Linked DNA regions of Macaca mulatta: region 1 is linked to region 2. Evidence: chromatin contacts called from public Hi-C data. All regions are on one chromosome and are shown on one strand. Each heading gives the region's core, a stretch centred on a gene start, on an enhancer-like site or on the middle of the called end of the contact. The rest is flanking DNA. Distances are from core to core; before and after follow the strand shown.

What was found. Hi-C and Micro-C count contacts between places; a contact is called where the count stands out from the background.
Region 1: a Hi-C map of fetal cortical plate shows a contact between it and region 2, with 4 times the contacts expected there. The contact joins the promoter of PPARD here to the promoter of FKBP5 in region 2. A contact is called at or near these places in 2 of 14 Hi-C or Micro-C datasets (fetal cortex germinal zone and fetal cortical plate).

Annotation. Positions count from the first base shown.
Region 1 is chr4:146,930,482-146,936,672 of T2T-MMU8v2.0, reverse strand. It overlaps PPARD (peroxisome proliferator activated receptor delta), which reads left to right and starts at 1,899. Exons shown (of 5, transcript XM_078000255.1): 1 at 1,899-2,022.
Region 2 is chr4:146,535,518-146,541,643 of T2T-MMU8v2.0, reverse strand. It overlaps FKBP5 (FKBP prolyl isomerase 5), which reads right to left and starts at 3,563. Exons shown (of 13, transcript XM_078000277.1): 1 at 3,494-3,563. It overlaps ARMC12 (armadillo repeat containing 12), which reads left to right and starts at 5,379. Exons shown (of 8, transcript XM_078000291.1): 1 at 5,379-6,124.

The DNA of each region.
Region 1 (6,191 bases), core at 650-3,149, 400 kb before region 2:
AGAAAACCTCAGCTGGGGGTGTGGAAAGGACTTTTAAAAACTTCTGAGGGGTGAGTTTAAACTGTTTGCCATGTATCATATGACCTCCCCCAGGGCCCAGAGTACCCCAATGTCTTTGTACTCGTGAATGTTTTGTGTGGGAAGGGTGCGGGCAGTCTTCAGGGAGAGCTGAGTTTCCTCTCCAGACTTCTGAACTGCGGTACAGCAACAGCCTGGCAAAAGCAGAAACCCAGAGGCAGAGATATTTAGGAGAATATAAATCCCCAGATATTTGCAAAAAATATTAAGGGAGGGGCTTTAACTTTCACAGTCCATTTTTACCTCAATCTCAAAGGACAAGGAAGTTGACGTCTAAGTTACAAATATAATGCAGAAGCATTTCAAAAAGTAGGGGGAAAAAAAAGAGAAGCCGAAAGAAGGGGAAAAAAAATCACTTATCCCTGCCAGGCACGGTGGCTCACGCCTGTAATCCCAGCACTTTGGGAGGCTGAGGTGGGAGGATAACTTGAGTCCAGGAGTTCAAGACCAGCCTGGGCAACATGGCAAAACCCTGTCTCTACTAAAACTACAAAAATTAGCTGGGCGTGGCCGGGCCCGGTGGCTCACGCCTGTAATCTCAACACTTAGGGAGGCCGAGGCGGGCGAATCACGAGGTCAGGAGATCGAGACCATCCTGGCTAACATGGTGAAACCCTGTCTCTACTAAGAATACAGAAATTAGCCGGGCGTGGTGGCGGGTGCCTGTAGTTCCAGCTACTCGGGAGGCTGAGGCAGGAGAATGGCGTGAACCCGGGAGGCGGAGCTGGCAGTGAGCAGAGATGGCGCTACTGCACTCCAGCCTGGGCCACAGAGCTAGACTCCGTCTCAAAAAAAAATAATTAATTAATTAATATAAAAAAATTAGCCGGGCGGCGTGTGGCACGTGCCTGTAATCCCAGCTACTTGGGAGGTTGAGGCAGGAGAATCACTTGAACCCGGGAGGCGGAGGTTGCAGTGAGCTGAGATTGCGCAATTGCACTCCAGCAGGGGCGACAGAGTGAAACTGTCTCTCAAAAAAAAAAAAAAAAAAAAAAAAAATCACTCATCCAGATAGCTAGGGTGTGGCCTAAGGAGCTTGTGGCCTACGGAAGGTGTGGCCGAAGGAGAGGCGAGGGGTAATATTTAATGATGATGGAGAGGAGCCGTTGGTCATATACCTGAGAGTCAAGTTTTGTTCATCGCCAGATGAAAGCCAGCTTCTTCCACCAGATTGTCTCCCAGGGGCTAGGTAGCTTTCTGTGGTCATCTTAAGCGATAGGTTGGGTTAATAGGTCCCTTCCAGGTCTTCAAGACCTGGATTAAGATGTAAGAACAGAATTTTCTACAACAATAGGGAGGATGTCCCCTATTTTAGGTGAATAAGCATATTACATAAGCACATGGGAAGAAAGGTTAAGAACTCCAAGACCGTAAATTTCCAGTTGTAGAAGCCTCTTGAAGGCGGAAAGTCCTTTTTTGAAAATTACAGGCGGTATGATCTCCTCCAGTGGACCTAGCACTGGGTTAAGAGTCTCTCCAACTGCAAGTTCCGTACCTTTTCTAGGACTAAGTTTCTTCACTGTAAGATGAGGAGGTTGCACTACATGACCTCGAAATTCCCTTCCAGCTTTAAATTCCCTCTTGTGACACTTGCTGGACTTGCTCTACTGGCCCAGGCGCTCTCCCTTAGCTGCTATGTCCGCATCCCGCACCAGAGGGCGCCACAGGCGGGCCCTGGGCAGCGTGCGGTGGGCGGAGAGGCAGAATCAGGGGAGTCTCCAGAAGGCGTGATGATTGGTCGCCGCCAGGCGGAAGGGGGCGTGGAGAGGGAAGGGCCGAGCAGCGCGGTGACGTCGCGCTGGTGGGGGCGGGGCCGGGCCGCGGAGCGTGTGACGCTGCGGCAGCCGCGGACCTGGGGATTAATGGGAAAAGTTTTGGCAGGAGCGGGAGAATTCTGCGGAGCCTGTGGGACTGCGGCGGTGGCGCCGTAGGCAGCAGGGACAGGTCAGTCTGAGACGAGAGAAGCGGGCAGGCAAGTGGCGGAGGGAAGCGGCGGGCCTGGGCCGAGGCGGCCAGCGGGACTGGGGCGCAAGGCCCGGCGGCGGGGCGCGGGGTGCGAGGAGCTGCCAGGGTCCGCGGACAGCGTCGCGGCGGCTTCCTGATGCTCCGGCCCGCTCCGGTCAGCCGCCGTGCGTTGCCGTGTAGGCGCCCCGCCGCCCTTGCGCCCCCCGCCCTTGGACCCCCATAGCTGCGTGAGTGAGTCCGAAACACGGGCCTCCTTCCACCCGACTCTGTGCCCCTTCTTGGGCCTCGTGGCTCCGTCTCCTCCCACTTAGGAGAACCCTGTCTCAGGCCCGGGGGCCTCTCCCACTCCCCTCCCCTGCCTCTGATCTCTTCCTTCACCCCTTTCTGGTGTCCCCGAATCCATTGCCGTATCTACCTAGGGTCTTTTCGGGGATCTTTTCCTCTGTCCCCCTCGTTATCCTTGTCTCCTGCCTTCATCCTCCCATCCTTGTTCTCGCAGGCTTTACTGTCTTTCCCCATCCTTGTCCCCTTATCTGTGGCCTGATCCCTCCCAGTACTATAGGTCCTCATCCTCTTCCCCAGGGTGTTCCTAGGCTTTTTCCAGCTCCGGGCTTGCAGTCCCTCTCTCCCTAAGACTTTCACCTTGGCTCCCTAAGAGGCCCTGTTTTTGCTCCTCTTTCCAATTTCCTTCGTATCGGTTCCGTCCCCTACATTCCTGTCGTCTACCTCCTTTTCTCTCCCTGTTCCTTTCCCCTGCTTCAGGGAGAAGCGTTAGCTCCACACTCTACTTTCACTTGACCTGCAGTTGACAGAACCATGGGGTGGGGTGGAGGTGTTCAGACCTTGATCGAATTAGGAGGCTGATTGACTAAAGGAAATAACAGATTGTGTGGGAGAATTTACTTGGGTGTTGCATCAGAGATGATGTCCAATTTGTAGGCCATTCTTCTCATCTCAGCTTTAATACTTCCCCTTTATAGGGCTGTTGACTTCCAGGAACCCTTGGGGAGAGACGGCGCTGAGCTGGATGTGTGCCTCGGGTAGCCAGAGGCTTTGTCCAATTCTTTTCCCTTTCCAGGAACCAGGGTTTTGTGTCTTTCCACTCTGGATATATGGAATACACTTATACCGTGATACCCCAGCCTTTGTGTGCCCTCACTCCCACCCTCCACCCTGTGCTCCATCCCAGAGGGCTAAGAGAATTCTCCAGAAGCTGTGCCCCAGAAAATCCTTGTGGTCTTCAACCTTTTTTCTGTGTACTGGCTCCAGAACTTTTTTTTTCCCGTTCGAGTTTTGAAATAGATTGCTGGCCTGATAGCCCTGGGGCTGGCGGGCATCTGTCCTTTTATTATTGGTGGCTTGAAACAGCTGCTGATTTTCTCTCATATCTCTTTGACAATCTTTGGCTAACTGAATGTGCCTCTGATGTTGGTCACTGAACATGTTCTCTTGGAGTCTCTTCTCCCTCTTTTTTCTTTGTTCTTTTCTGAATCTAGGGAATCCAAATTCTCCCTCTTTTTCCCTGGGAGCTTAATTTCCTCTGTATCCAAGAGGAAGGGCAACCCCAAAGTTCTGTTCCCTTCGCACAGGCATAGTATGAGGTATCAGATTGATAACTACCTGGGCAGGTTGTGGGGCCGCAGTAGTTAGACCTTGTCAGGAACTTGAGCAGACACGTCTGCTTCCAGTCACATAGATTGTCTTTTCTGGGACTTGAGAGCCCACCACCTTACATGTGTGTCTGGATGTTTAACCTTACCAGACAGAAAATTCTCTTCATATCCTTCAGTTTGAGCTCCTTTATTTGGTGTTGGTTCTCTAAAGAAATATTCAAGAAATAACATATCCTTTGTTTCTACCCAGTCTGATCTTGGAGGATTCTGAAAGCATGACCCACTCTCATGTTTAGAGATGAAGGCTCATTGTTTCACCTGGCCCCAGGTTTCTAGGGCTCCTCTTTTCATAATTGTGCTGTCTTTGAGCCAGATTGGACACAGGAGTTGGCAACCTTTAGGAGCTGTGGTGGAGAGCCAAAGGAACCAGCTTGACCAGACTTTAAAGTTTTGTAATCCTCTTGTGCACTGTTTTCTGTGAAAGCAGTAGGATTGTGGATGGCCTGTCATTGAGCCAGTCCCCTCTCCACTGACCCCAAGACCCCCTTTGCAGCACTTGCAAGGATTTGGGCAGACTGGACCAGAGGGTTTCCATGTTCCTGTGAATAGCATCTCTCCAGGGTTTTAGTGAATCATTCTAAAGGGGTAGAGGTCAAGTGTTGGACAGATTTTTAGTCTAGTCTCTGGCTCTCAAGGACTCCTCCTTACTCTTTTGAGCAGTTTGTTACTCCTGGCCGCGCTTACCCCTTAGTAGTGCTCTCTGCTGTGGTGACAGGTGAGAGATTTGAGAACAGGTCAAGGCCAGTCCTTGTGGAGCAGCTTGGGCACCAGCAGCCCCAGCTGGATAGCTTCTTGCAGTTTGTCCACTCTCGTTTTCTGAGAAGGTAGTCATGATTGTCAATTACCAAATTCCTTCCCATTCAGTGATTTTTGCAGAGTCTGGGTCTGGATTTTGTTTCCTTCTTTCTTTTGTGACACAAGGTTTTGTTCTGTTGCCCAGACTGGAGTGCAGTGGTGCTATCATAGTGCATTGTAACCTCGAACTCCTGGGCTCGGGAATCTTCCTGCCTCAGCCTCCAGAGTAGCGGGGACTATGGGTGTACGCCACCATACTCAGCTAATTAAAAAACAATTTTTTGGTAAAGACAGGCTCTCACAATGTCTCAAACTCCTGACCTCAAGCAGTCCTCCCCACCTTGGCCTCCCAGAGCACTGAGATTACACGGACTGCTCGTTCGGCTGCCTTTCTCTGCCTCTTCATCATGGCCTTCTTGTGTAATATATGCCTTAACCCATTCAGGAAGAATTGCTCCTCCTCAGCCTTTCAACCCCACCCGTGGTCCCTTAGACCCCTTCCCTTAGGGCCTGGTAAGAGGATAGAGAGTGTAGGGTACTGGCCTAGGAAGCCATTAGGCCTCTGCTTTGGGCCTACAGCTGTCCTGACTGTTGTGCAAGATGTGTTCAGGGCCTGCGGATTCTGGCACATCCTGGAGTAGTGCAGCTCCTCTCTCTCAGGAGTTGGACCTGTCACTTTTTTTTTTTTTTTGAGACAGAGTCTCACTCTGTCGCCCAGGCTGGAGTGTAGTGGCATGATCTCGGCTCACTGCAAGCTCTGCCTCCTGGGTTCACGCCATTCTCCTGCCTCAGCCTCCCGAGTAGCTGGGACTACAGGTGCCCGCCACCACGCCCGGCTAGTTTTTTGTATTTTTTAGTAGAGACGGAGTTTCACCATGTTAGCCAGGATGGTCTCGATCTCCTGACCTTGTGATCTGCCCACCTTGGCCTCCCAACATGCTGGGATTACAGGCGTGAGCCACCGCAACCACCCTGGATCTGTCAGTTTAAGGGCTTCAGCTGTATCCTGTCCCTGAGGCCCAGCTCCCTGAGTGCTCCCTGCAGGCTGGGAAGCTGAACAGTGGTGCCTTCCTCCAGTGCCTCTGAAGGGCCTGGAAATTGCAGGACCCAGCTCCACTGCTCAGCATTGCCCATGCTGGAAACGTTCTCTTCCTCCCTATCCAGGTCTCTGTGGGCTTTGTCCATTCTGCCAGGCCCTTGCTTAGCCCTGTGCCCGACGCCATTGTCTATGCCATGTTGTCCCAGATTACCTAGTAGCTGCTTCTTGAGATGGTTTGGTGTCCCTGAGCATTTTTCTCTGCCTTTGGAGCCAGGGGGAGGGGCTGCTTGCAACAGCTGGATTCCGGGATGTCAGAGGAGCCCTTGGAACTTACCTTGAACCTGGCAGGGAGAACATGGCCCCTTGCATCAGGTTTCAGACATATGGTTCTTCTTCCTTGGCAGAAGGCTCCTAGCCTTCATAACTCAGCAGGCTGGTGATTGGGATGTGACTCCAGTTCATTCTCCAGGGGCTTTGGTGAAGGAATCAACTATGACTCAGGACATGTTCATTTATGAGCTGCTACCCATGGGGGGTATTGGGCACCAGCTCCTTTCTTACCTTGCCTGCTCCTTCTGCCCCGACCTGATAAAATCAGCAAAGCCAGTGTCTGCGTGCTTGGGAGCGAGCAGACTCCTTCC
Region 2 (6,126 bases), core at 2,314-4,813:
GCTGGAACACAATGTCCCGAGCGGGCGGGCGGGCGGGCGAGCGCGAGCGAGAACAGCCTGACTCAGCAGCTGGGTAAGTGGGTGTGCTCGCTCACCAGATCAACCGCTCTTGCAGCCTGCGGTCAGCGACGACCCGGCACTCGGCGGCTCCCTGGAACGGGAGGGGCGAGCGTACGGCCCGCTCCTCTGCTTGCGCCCGAGCCTACCGCGCTGGACCTCCACGTGGCCGGTTCGCGCATCTCTCTGCCATCTAGCCCCTGTATTAAAGCGTCTCCCAGCCCCCAGCCTGAGCGCAGCAGGCTCTGCCCACCTGGGAGGAGCACTCTCCTCACCCCACCCGACAGGTGTGGCCAGGCACACAGCTGCTGTGTACATGTTCTGTTTTCCCCAAACCTCACCCCTCTGGGACGCCTCGGAAGGTCTTGGCATGGGGGATGTAACTCTTAGTTGCAAACAGAGGTAGGAGTTTGTTCTGGGGTAGTGGCGGAGTAGGGAGCCGAGGAAGAGGATCCTAGAAGAAAAGTGGGACATAGGGCAAGAGGATCTCCCCTATCTCTGTCCTCAGCTGACCCAGAGTTCAGAGTCTCTTCCTGCCCCCTCCCCTCAAAACCACAAGGCCCCTGAAGATTTCCTCCTCGGAGGGAGGAACAGGCAGGTGGTGTGGTGTTTTGAAGCCTGAGACCCTGCTTTTCTGCCCCCACCCCCAAACCACAATAAAGACCCAGGAATCCTGCCACCTAGCCACAAACCTCCTCCTTCCACCTCTATGCAGGGGAAATGGGGTCCCATTTGGGGTCCCCACTGGGGACTTATGCTGTCCCTATGCTGTGTCCTGGCATCTTGTGGGGCCATTGTGATGATGACAGCAGCCCAGAGCAGGGCTCTTCCTGGGGATGGGGACCTGCCCCACGTCCCAGCTTCCTGGGGTGCTGCGCAGTGCCCTGAGGGATGCTTTGTGCCTGGAGAGTGCCAGGGCAGGCGGGGAGGAGTGGTTCCGGGAAAGGCCCTGGCAGGCAGCATAGGCCTGGGCTCCAGGGCCTTTGAGGGTGGGCCTAGGGGAGGGACCTCAGGCTGCTGAAGTGCCTTACCTGGGCCTCCTGCCATCTGATGGCATCTCTGGCACCCTCTGTGGCTAAAGATGCCAACACAGGCCTGAGCCGTGGACCCCCTTCCCATACATACATCACACTTCCCACACAGGCTCTCACCCAGCCAATGCACACTGCATCTCCCAGTTGGGAGGCACCTTCACTGCCATCTACTCCCACCTTCTTCCTGATGCTTGAAATCTGTCCGTGATCCCAGGTCAGTGATTGCTCGAGGCTATGACAGGGACACTCTCAGACAGCAGCCCACTGCTCTTCTGGACTTCCCTATCTCCAAGTCCAGTCACCTACGGGACACCTGCCCTTACATGGCCTAGAAGTGACTGAACTCATATTCATGTCCCTCACACCAGCTCCTCCCCATTGCCCACCATGACCCTCCCAGTCCTGAAACTCACTGCAAAGGTAGATTAATGTTTAACTACTTTCTCTCCTTCATCATCCTTATGTCTGATATCTTATCAAATTCTTCCCTTTGTTGCTTTTATTTCAAAATATATTGTTTGTTCATTACTTTTCTCCTTCACCCTTTCCCCTCCAGCCCCATAGATTCCACCTTTGGCCCAAATTCTCACAGCAGCTGCTACACTGTCCTTTCTTTTTCCTTCCTCCTACACACCCTGCTGGAATAATCTTTCTCAAACATCATTTATTGTGTATGTTATCAACTTCAGACTCCTCAACCAAGCACAGTGAGTACACTAGCTAAGCTGTGTATTCTCTGTGAGATGGGACCTGAATTCACTCATGGCATGTCCAGGCCACAGGGTTGAGTGCAGTGCCTCCTGCACAGCAGGAGGGCAGCAAATGTTCCTCAAGTGACCCATCCATTTGGTGGTGTTCCCTTTCCACCGTTCCAATTCTCTCTCCTGCCTTGGTCTCCCCAGTCCCATCAAGCCTATTGGCTTCCCAATGCTCACTGGGGCCCTTTTGTTTTGAAGGGCCACTGTTTTTCATTTCCCCAAAATCTTAGGTGGCTGGAGGTGGGGAGCTGGTGGGGAAGGGAGAGGCCGACATCCAAGTTAATATCAGGAAGGTTGTGGCAAATACCAACTGCAAAACCTTGGGTGCAGAGCAGAATGAGGGCAGATGCCTGCTAGGAGTCCCTGTTCAGTAAGAGACAAAACCACAGAGGAGGGCAGAATGTGGAAAGGAGAGTGGCATAACTAGTGGCTTCCCTCTGAGCCTGTGAGCTGCCTTTAATCTTTTCCTTTTTTTTTCTTTTTTTGAGATTGAGTCTTGCTCTGTCGCCCAGGGTGGAGTGCAGTGGGGCGATCTCGGCTCATTGCAACCTCTGCCTCCCCAGTTCAAGCAATTCTCCTATCTGAGCCTCCCGAGTAGCTGGGACTTCAGTTGAACACCACCACGCCCAGCTAATATTTGCATTTTTAGTAGAGACGGGGTTTCACCATATTGGTCAGGCTGGTCTCAAACTCCTGACCTCAGGTGATCCACCCGCCTCAGCCTCCCAAAGTGCTGGGATTACAGGAGTGAGCTACCGTGCCCCACCTAATCTTTTTTATGTTTTATTGCTTAGTTATGTCCTGCAGTATTTTAAACCTCTTCTCCCATAGGCTGTAGGCTTTTTAATGGCAGGGACAGTGTCTTTTATTTATTTGACATCATCTACTTATTTTGAGAAGCAGGCACGAAATACTTTGGAGGGCACATAAAACTTGGGTCTGGATCCTGGTTCCAACACTTAGCTGTTTGGCCCTGGGTAAGTCTCTTAACCTCTCTGAGCCAGTTTCTTCGTCTGTAAAAGCCGCTAGTGACACTCGTTTTGCAGAATGAGGGGCAAAAATTACAGAGAATACAAAGCACCAGGAAAGTGCCTGTTGTACCCAATAGTTTATATTCCTTCCCCGTATGGTTGGAGCCTTTTCTGAATTGGGAGAAAGGTGTTCCTTAACTACTGCCCATACTGGGACACTTTAAACTTGAAAAGGGGCACTGTTAATAATTACGTCCGTTCCAGGGACGCAGAGCCACCCTACCGTAGTTCACAACAACTGGCAGGGTTCGGATGGCACGCAATATCCCAGTGCCTAAGCACAGCCCCAAGCATAACGCTCAATAAATGCCTGTTGAATCAAAGAGCGAACAGAAGCTGACCCTCACTCCGTTTTTTGGACATCATTGACTGAAGCAAATTGAAAAGCCCGCCCCTGCTGCGCCCCCACCCCCACCCCCACCCCGTCCCAGAGCCACCGGCAGCCTCAATTCCCTGAGGTCTGCCCTTCAGTAGCCCACCGTCCCGCCCCCGGTTGCCTTGACATCAGTGACGTCGCCGAGGGGCGTGGCCTCTCTCCATCCTCTGCTGGTGCCCTGGGCCCCTCCGCATCCGAACCTGGGGGGAGGATGAGGTTGGTGGCCCTTGACCCTACTCGCCCCCCGCCGGGCCAGCATCTAAGCCCGCCTGGCCGCCTTTCTTGGGCGCGCAGCTGTCTCGAGTGTGGGTACCCATCTCCACCCCCACCCTTACCCGGGTGAACTAGCGGGGGTTCTAGAGTGCCGGATCCCGGTGAGCCCTCTCCACCAGCTGCGGGCTAAAGGATCCTGAGAACCTGGGCCCAGCGCTCAGCTCAGGCCCGCCCCTTCCCGGTCAGCCCCCTCGCTCCACGTCCTGGGGGGCGGGCGGGAAGGATGGGACCCCCGCCCAGGAGGCGCACAGGCGCCAACGAGCGCGGGAGAGAAAGAGTTAAATTAGGTGCCGGCGCCGGGCGCGGCGCGAGTGGGGGAGGGGAGCGAAGAGAAAGTGAGAGCGGGGGCGGAGCGGGGACGGGAGCGAAAGAACATCCTGTGCCCGTCGCCGGATGCGCGCGGGGGGAGGAGGTAGTCCGGGGAGGGAGAGCAAGACGGGGGGAGGCCCGGGGCGGGGAAAGGCGCGGCCTCCTTCCCCCCCAACCTCCTCCTCTGGGGGCGCTGGCCCCCTCTGCTTCCCGCGCCTTAGCCGGAGCTACCCGGAGGCCCCAGGATCTGGTTCCTGGGCAGGAGTAAGCGCTAGCTGGGGAGAGATGATCTCGGAGAGTATGGGATGCACGTCAAGGCAGGGGCGGCCCCCAGCCTTTCATCTCTTGGTTTTCTGCAAGGGAAGCTCGCACGTGTTGAGCGTCCCCTGTGCACCGAAAGTACACACATTATCTTAGTCAGTCCTGACAGCGGCACTTCCAGGCAGTAGACAGGAATTCATAGACTCGCGTTCTAGAAGAGGAAACAGACTCAGATTATGGAATTTGTCCAAACCCCACACTGCTGGGATGTGAATGCAAGCCTGTCGGACTGCAAAGGGCTTTTCACTGGAGTTTAGGGTAGGGCAATTTCCCCTTAGCTTCTATGCGCACAAGTACTGGGCCGCTGCAGTATCACCCTCGGGAATGGCGGTGTCTTTTCGTAGAGGACCCCCAACAGCATCTGGCTGGAGCTTCTGTCATTAACTAGGCTCAAACAACCATTGCCAGGATATTGGTAAAGAGATGAGGAAGGGGCCTTAGGGTTCCACAGGTAGTTGGATGGTTCTTAGAAACACAGTTTAGGGGAATGTGTTGTAGCGCTCCTGCTCCTCTTTTAGGTATTTGTGGGGGCTTCAAAGAGGGTTCCAGAGTCACTCAAAGCAGTTACATGGATTACAGGAATTCGGATTGATTCACTTTAAGAAGACCAGGGAGGTCTGGTGTGGTGGTTTATGCCTGTAATCCCAGCACTTTGAGAGGCCGAGGCAGGCAGATCACCTGAGAGCAGGAGTTCGGGACCAGCCTGGCCGAAATGGTGAAATCCAATCCACTAAAAATACAAAAATTAACCAGGCGCGGTGGTGCACGCCTGTAGTTCCAGCTACTCGGCAAGCTGAGGCACAAGAATTGCTCGAACCTGGGAGGCCGAGTTTGCAGTGAGCCGAGATGGCGCCACTGCACTGCAACCTGGGAGACAGAGCCAGACTCGTATCAAAAAAAAAAAAAAGACAACGACTAGCGTGAGAGGTAGTGGGTAAGTGGAAGGAAGGGCTGACTCATGTGCTTTTCAGGCTGGGATGCATTGAGGGCTACCGTCTGTGTTCTCACTGCCTGCCCACACCCCACATGTTGTCCAGGTGAAACCTGCGGAGATAATTAGGATTATAGTCAACATTTGTTGAGCTCTGTGTGCTGGGCACTGTTCCAAGTGCTTTACTTAATCCTCGCAATCCCATGAAGTAAGTCTTATTGTTTCTATTTTACAGGTGGGGAAAATGAGGCACAAGGAGACCACAAAGCTAAATCCGTGACTAAACTGGTTTTGAGACGGAGTCTCCCTCTGTTGCCAGGATGGAGTGCAGTGGTGCGATCTCGATTCACTGCAACCTCCGCCTCGTGGGTTCAAGCAGTTCTGCCTCAGCCTCCTGAGTAGCTGGGATTACAGGTACACATCACCAGCTAATTTTTGTATTTTTTAGTAGAGACGCGGTTTCCCCATGTTGGCCAGGCTGGCCACTCTGACCTTGTGATCTGCCTGTCTCCGACTCCCAAAGTGCTGGGATTACAGGCTTGAGCCACCGCGCCCTGCCCTGAACTGGTTTTGAACCCTGGCTAGAACCCGTACTTATTTACTAAACTCAAATGTACTTAACATGATGAGAACATCGGCCTTGAAGGTAAAAATGCTGGCATAGATGGCAAAGAGGTGTGTGCTTGAGCAGCCCATGTCCTTTTCCTGGGTAAGGCAGGTAAGTAACTCACAGCTGGCTGTGTGTATTTTGGCTGTCAGACTTCTCTTTAACCAGTGGTTCCAGATTTCTGGATTTGACAGAAAAAGCAAGAAAACAAGTGAAAGCCAGGTTCCCATAAAGAGCTGCAGCTTTTAATTTATGCTCCCTAAGAGCACACAGAACGTACCTACCATCTATTATCACCATCATTAAAGAAAATACTTCTGTTTTTTTGAGACAGAGTCTGGCTCTGTCACCCAGGCTGGAGTGCAGTAGTGTGATCTCAACTCACTGCAACCTCTGCCTCCCAGGTTCAGGCAGTCCTGCCGCCTCAGC